Linked DNA regions of Gossypium hirsutum: region 1 is linked to region 2. The links are chromatin contacts, called in public Hi-C maps. All regions are on one chromosome and are shown on one strand. The core of a region is the stretch at or near the end of the contact, and the rest is flanking DNA. Distances in the headings are between cores, read along the strand shown. Region 1 holds the start of LOC107951349 (trafficking protein particle complex subunit 2). Region 2 holds the start of LOC107951356.

Evidence for each region. Hi-C and Micro-C count contacts between places; a contact is called where the count stands out from the background.
Region 1: a contact with region 2 is called in a Hi-C map of leaf, with 1.9 times the contacts expected there. The contact joins the promoter of LOC107951349 here to the promoter of LOC107951356 in region 2. A contact is called at or near these places in 4 of 34 Hi-C or Micro-C datasets (hypocotyl and leaf).

What each region holds. Positions count from the first base shown.
Region 1 is chrA02:27,165,539-27,169,110 of Gossypium_hirsutum_v2.1, reverse strand. LOC107951349 (trafficking protein particle complex subunit 2) reads right to left here and starts at 2,294. Exons shown (of 6, transcript XM_016886362.2): 1 at 2,046-2,294; 2 at 810-914; 3 at 225-310; 4 at 50-111. The coding sequence starts at 890.
Region 2 is chrA02:26,961,626-26,964,934 of Gossypium_hirsutum_v2.1, reverse strand. LOC107951356 reads right to left here and starts at 1,323. Exons shown (of 1, transcript XM_016886374.2): 1 at 142-1,323. The coding sequence starts at 933. The coding sequence ends at 271.

The DNA of each region.
Region 1 (3,572 bases), core at 1,045-3,544, 200 kb before region 2:
CCCTATATGTTATGCACATGTAAGTCAGTTCCATAGATATAAAGGATATGACTAGCTGTTACATATACCGATACCACCAAATCATTGAATCTGTCAATTGCTTTCAAGAACCTGTGGGAGAAACGCGAATAAAATTTATTGAGATAGTGGGCAATAAAAACCAAAAAACATAGAAAACCCATGGAAAGTTATCCAATATATGCTAAGCTGAAAATATAACTAACATTGCACTGGTGGTCCATGCAAGGTCTTGAACAATATCCAGAGCTGCATGTAATACGAATTGATGCAGCTGAGCAGCATCTTCTCTCTGCATAAAGCGATGTTGTCAGAAAAGTAGAAAAAAGCAACAGCAGCTTCTCACACAAGGCCAAAAAAATTACAACCTAACAAATAAGTATTATTATAAGGTGAAAGCATTTTACACTTGTGAAATCCAAACAGACCTGATCATATTAAAAACAAAAGAAAAGAAAAAATGAAACAAATAAAAATATAGAAAACTAGACGGTGACAACTCAGTGACAATATGCCACAAAAATAACAGCATGATGTAATGAAATACTTCTGAGTAACAAATTTGAAACTAACAATTTTGATCAAAGTGTTCTTTCTTCAAAATACAAGTATGAATCATGTATCCAGAAAAGAAAGGTCTAAATGCCCAAGAAAGTAAGATAAAACAATTCTTGGCCAGTAAAACAAATCAATTCTTGGCCACTTTCAATGTGAAAAAAAGATATAAATCAAGAATCATTATAGGAAATATAGGAAATATATATGTACACAGATGAGAATAAACATCACACTTTAGCAGCAGATCCCACTTCAGCTTCATATATTGGGATGTCATTTCGGCTCACAATGATAAAACAAGCTGTACTTGTCATCCTTGTGTTACGGCAGGATCAACTCTGATTGACAGGATTCCAGCATCAAAAGAGAGAAAAACATAGGTGGTTAGGCCATAAGGCACATAGAAAAAATAATACATGCAGACAAGTGTACCAAATCACACATAAACAGCAGTTGAGTAAACCGAAAGGTTGATGGCAGAGAGTCCTTGGAAAGGAAAATAAAAGAATAGGAACAGAAAAAATTCCTAACTGTAATGTATATGCTCAAAATGCAAAGGCTAGTTGACACTTGACACAGTTTGTCAAAAAGTATAGAGCATTTGGGGAGTTATTTTAAATCAGTAAGGTTCTTTCGTTATCAAAACAAAGATTATTGCCTCTAACAGTCCAAGTGTGCACATTCTTGTTCATGTGACCCATATTTAAAAACATTAAAAGGAATTGAGTATATCCATTTCTTAGACAGACGCGTGTTGAAGACATATTTAGACAGGGATATAGAGATATGACCCTCCAAATATATGTGAAAACCTTTAAAATAAATGGAGTATATCCATGTCTTCGACACACCTGTATCTGTCGCTCACCATATCTATATCCAACACTCACCTGAGTCTGACTAGCATAGAACATAAAATTCTCTAAAGTTCTCCAAGATTAAGAAGATAATGGAACATGATCCTACAATGTTAACACAAACGGTATATTTTCCCTGCTTGAGTTTTCTCATAACATGCCCATTACTTAAAGTACAATTCGTTTTCCAAGAATTTGTTTATAATTGTCAAAAGAATTGTTCTGCCTAACCACTGCAGCCTCTATTCTTGAATCGTAAACAAAAATACAAACAAATAAATATATCTATGCTAACACCAAATCATGATCTGAAAATCGCCTCCTCACACTTTCCGATCAATTTAATCATTTAATTCTCCGCATTCCACACTCTATTTTCAAGATTTCAATATTATATGAAAAACCAAAGAGCCAAAGAAAAAGAAAATGGGTAACTGGGTAAAGGAGAAACCCAAAATTCCAGCATCTCATTGTTACATGAAAAACCTAATCTTCAGAAATTCAACTAAGAATATGAATCTAGAAAACCGAGAAACTTAACTGAGGCAAAAACATCATAAGCCAAAAGAAAAAAACAAACAAAACAAAATGAAAACGGTAAATGATTCAAACCTCAAAATCAGGAATTGGGGAAAAAATAAAAAATGGGATCCCAGAAATAATATATAGAATAATTGGGAGCACTGTTTGAGTGGATGATATTGAATTTGTGCAGTACAAAACAAACTTTTCACCGCACAGTTACTTGAATACTCCACTGGAGCTTGTAGCAGTTTTCCCACTTTAACCTTTGTGATTTGGTACACTATTTACTCAAGGGTTGGGGACGACTTTGTTTTATTTTCATCGTTTTTTCCATTTTTCTTGGTAGATAGGTTAACAGTGACCGTTTGGTTGGCATTACCATTCCATTACAGCCCAATTCTGCAGGCCCACCACTCAACTATTGTTTGGTCCAGTGGAATACAGGCTTATAGGGAATAAAGGTGTCATCCTCGTTGAATCGGTGCCCAATAGTTTTATTTTAACCTCCTCGCTTTCTCACTTCAGAAATGCTCTCACTCAGCCACTCTCAGTTCTGGCCTCCCTTGCTTCCTTCGCCTCTGATCACTAGCGCTCATCCCCTTTTCATTGAGTTCACTAAAGAGTCCCTTCAACCAAATAACTTTTTTACAAGCCTCAATAATCGCCATGTACTCAGCTTCAGTGGTAGACAAAGTGATTGTAGTTTACAAAGTGGCTTTCTAACTGATTGCACAACCTTCGATTATAAAGACATAACCTGTGAGAGATTTTTTTCTATCAAGGTCTCCAGCAAAATCAGCATCAACATACCCAATGACTCCATCTTTAGTTCTTTCAAATTGTAAGCAAACATTAGTAGTATCTCCTAAATATCTTAAAATCCACTAAACTGTTTTCCAATGTTTTTTACCGGGATTCGTCATGTATTTGCTAAATGCACTGACTGCATATGATAAATCTGGACGTGAACAAACCATATCATACATGAGAGATCCCACTGAACTAGAATGTGGAACATGTGACATGTACTTAATCTCATCATCTGATTGTGGAGACAAAATCGATGAAAGTCTGAAATGGGCTGCTAAATGAGTACTAATAGGTTTAGCACTCTGCATGTTGAACCTACAAAGAACTTTCTCAATGTACCCCTTCTGACTTAGGTACAATTTACTTGTTTTTCTATCTCTGAGAATCTCCATACCAAGTATCTTTTTTGCTGGTCCCAAATCTTTCATATTAAATTCTTCACTTAGTCAAGCTTTGACATTTATTATCTCTTATTTATCTTTTGTTGCTATCAATATGTCATCAACATAAAGGAGTAGATACACAAAAGAACCGTCACTATTTTTCTTAAAGTAAACACAACTGTCAAAGCTACTTATTTTGAAATCACGAGAAGTCATAACGTAATTAAAATTCTTGTACCACTGTCTTGGTGACTGCTTCAAACCTTAAAGGGACTTTTTCAGCAAGCAAACATAGTCTTCTTTTTCTGAGACTGTAAAGCCCTCTAGTTGTTGCATGTAAATATCTTCCTCAAGTTCTCTATGCAAAAATGCTGTTTTTTCATCTAACTGTTCACGCTCTAAATCATGCATGGCCACAATA
Region 2 (3,309 bases), core at 74-2,573:
GAAGATGGCGCTTTGATTTTGCATATCTTATTTCTTGCCAATGTTAGAAATGAAGAGTTAAAATGATGGGATTGAGCATAAAAATTAAAGAAGTATGAATAAAAAGGGGTCCATCTGAGTTGCTCTCATCAGTCAAAGGGGTTGATTGTAAATCTGGAATCACACCAATTTATTATCTGAATCCAAATAAAAAACACTGATTTTGTCTACCACTAACTGAAAATTACAATTACTACCACCTACAAACAAACTATACATGTATGTAAAGGATTAAAATTTTGTCTTATACTTGCAATTTTGGTCCCCCACGCTTGAATTTGATAAAAAGACTGTAAATTCGCATGTAGTTGATGATTCTACCTGAATCTTGAACAGGTTCATGACATTCACCTTGCCTGAAATCCTAGTCACGGCGTAGAGCGGCAATACGCCGCCCGTTGTGACATCCGAAAAGAATCTCGAATTGTAGATCAAACGATCCGCCATTACTGTTAGAGTTAAGTTCATGGGGACCGTTTGATCTGCGGAGATCTTACCTGCCGGGATGGGAGCCTCCCCGATTTGCTGCCCTCTGTAATTCAATTGGGCGTTGGAGTCTCTGTACTTGAATCCCACCTTGTTAGGGTTCTTGATGGAGAGATCGACGTCGAGGGTGGCGTTGAGCAGAACTCTGAACCTGGCCAAATCGACGGAGAAATTGAGGTCGGATAAGGAAACGGAGTCGACGGTGGTGATGGGGCGCTTGGCTTTGAAGACGGTGAAGGCTAAGATGATGATCAAGATGATGATGAAAACCAACAAGGCAATGGCTCCGAAACAGATGTTTCTGCGTTTCCGCCTCTTCCTGAGGACTCTGGTGGCGTCTGAAGTAGTAGTGTGCGGGAGATCCATTGATGGTTTCTCAGTCTTGTTCCTAAACGGCTCTACCTCCATATTTGATGATTCTTTCTTCCAACCCGAATATGTCGCAGATTTGATCTCTGGGTTTGTTTGGAATTCCAAAAATAATCAAGCTGATACCAGCAGCTAACTAACAACTAAGAGCAGGCTAGGCTAATAAATACCCTTCATTATTGATCTTTTAGTTTCACCTCACGTGGACTTCCTTTTCGACAATAAAGCTCATGCATTCGGGTTGAATTTTGGTGCAATCCCTTCATCTTTTTTCTATCCCTAATTAATTTCTCCTTTCATTTTTTTCACTTTATGTTACACTCATATCATTTTGATTTTCTTCTTTGGCTTGAAATCTCATTCTTTGTATAATTATATATATATATATTTTTATAATTTCCTAGTTGACAGTAACATCACTTCTACCAAAACTTTAAATAATAGTATAGATATGAATGATATTTCAATTTTATTTCGTATTTTATTTTAACCTTTTTTTATTTTAGTCCAATTCCATCTATATATATTTTTTATTTTTTTTATTTTAAGGTCGAATTATGTCTGGTTTCATATTTAGGATTTGCATATACAATATATATTATTCGGAATTTCTTATTCCTTATTATTGAGTTAAATATGTAAATTGGGGTGAAAGATGCTTGAATAGGGATTTTTCATATATAGCATATTAGGTTTCAAATATTTTAGCACTTTTAAAAAATAAATTAATAATTCATTTGACTATTTTAGCTCTTATTGAGTAAACATTAAAAGGTTTTACCTTACTTTGATTACTTAACCTTATTATTTGATATGTTTTTCATAAATTTAAATTTTTATTATATAGTCGGATATTTATATATTCATTTTTAATTTAAATAATAAATGGATTCAAATTTAAATTATGTTTTTAAAAAGGTCAAGATGTGATCACTGATATTATCAATTCATTACATTTATATTTTAATTATTGAATTGTAACATTAAAGTTAACGTGACTGTTTATATTATCTATTCAACTAAAAAATTTAAGTTACATAGCTACTCCCTACCTTTATCTTTATCTTTATCTTTTTCTCTTTTATTCTTTCTTTTTCTTTTTTTCTTCTTCTTCACCTTTTCTTCTTCTTACTAATACTAGAACTTGTTTATTATCTTCTTTAGATGATATATCCACCCATAATAATCCCAAATCTTTCTCCCAATTTGTTTCTTTTTCTTTCTCTAATTTTCATATCACTTTTTATAAATTTCTTTAGTCAAAAGTTTTTTTTAAAAAAACAATACCACATGTGTTCATTCAATTGGTTAATGTGCAATGTTAGTAATCCGTTAATGGATTAACATAAAATTTTACGATAGTGATTAGTTCAAACAATTATCTTAATTAAAGTAACTAAGTTGAAAATAAAATTAAAGTGATTAAAATAAGACAAACCCTATTTTAAAGTGACCTTAAATATAATTTAACCTTTTTTAAGTTTAATAAATCACCTATCAAATTATAACTCTAAATTATTGTATTTAATAACCAAAATTCATTATAAAATAATAATTTAATAAATGCTAAGAAGTATTTTCATAAGCAATCCTTAAAAGCTTTTTTATAAAAAATGAAGTAATCTTTGCTTGATTAACTAAAAAAGTTGGAGAATCTTTTTCCTTAATTTTTGGGTTTCTAAGATATGCTTTACCTAACTTATTTCTAAAGAAGGGAGAAAATAATTGGTTGTTAATATCCATGAAAAGCATATTTTTAATAATCAAATAACACTTGGCTTTTAAATTTTCTATATTAAATAAAAGGTTGTTCCTAGATTTTACAAATTTGATATCTTATCAAATGTATTCTTTTGTATTTAAAATTCATACAACTTTATTTTTATCACGATTGTTTCTATATTAAAAGTTGAATTACATTTTATCTATTTTTTTTAAAAAAAGACAAACTAATATCTGTACATTAAGTTAAAAAATAAACTGGTGCTTCCATTAAAAGTTCTATTCATTTCTACAATTAAGTGATGATGTGACTGACTGAGCAAGTAGGCAGTGACACGTGACATGTCACACTTATCAAGCTAGTTCTTGTATGTTAAATCAAAGAGTAAATTGATCTTTCCATTAAAAGTTTCATTCACTTCTACCATTAAATGATGATGTAGCTAACAATGACACGTGATCTGTCACATTTTTTATGCTAATGTGACGTTTTGCGATGTTTACAAATATTTAAAAAGTAAATAATTTTTTAATAATATCTGAAAAACCATGTGTACGATTTACCTCTTGAGCATAGAATTTCAAATGGTTATAAAAAATTATTAAAAATTAATAAAAAAAATTAAATTATAAATTAATTATCATCATGGAGTTAGAATTGAAGGTAAGAAAAAGAGAAGCCTTCCTTCTCCT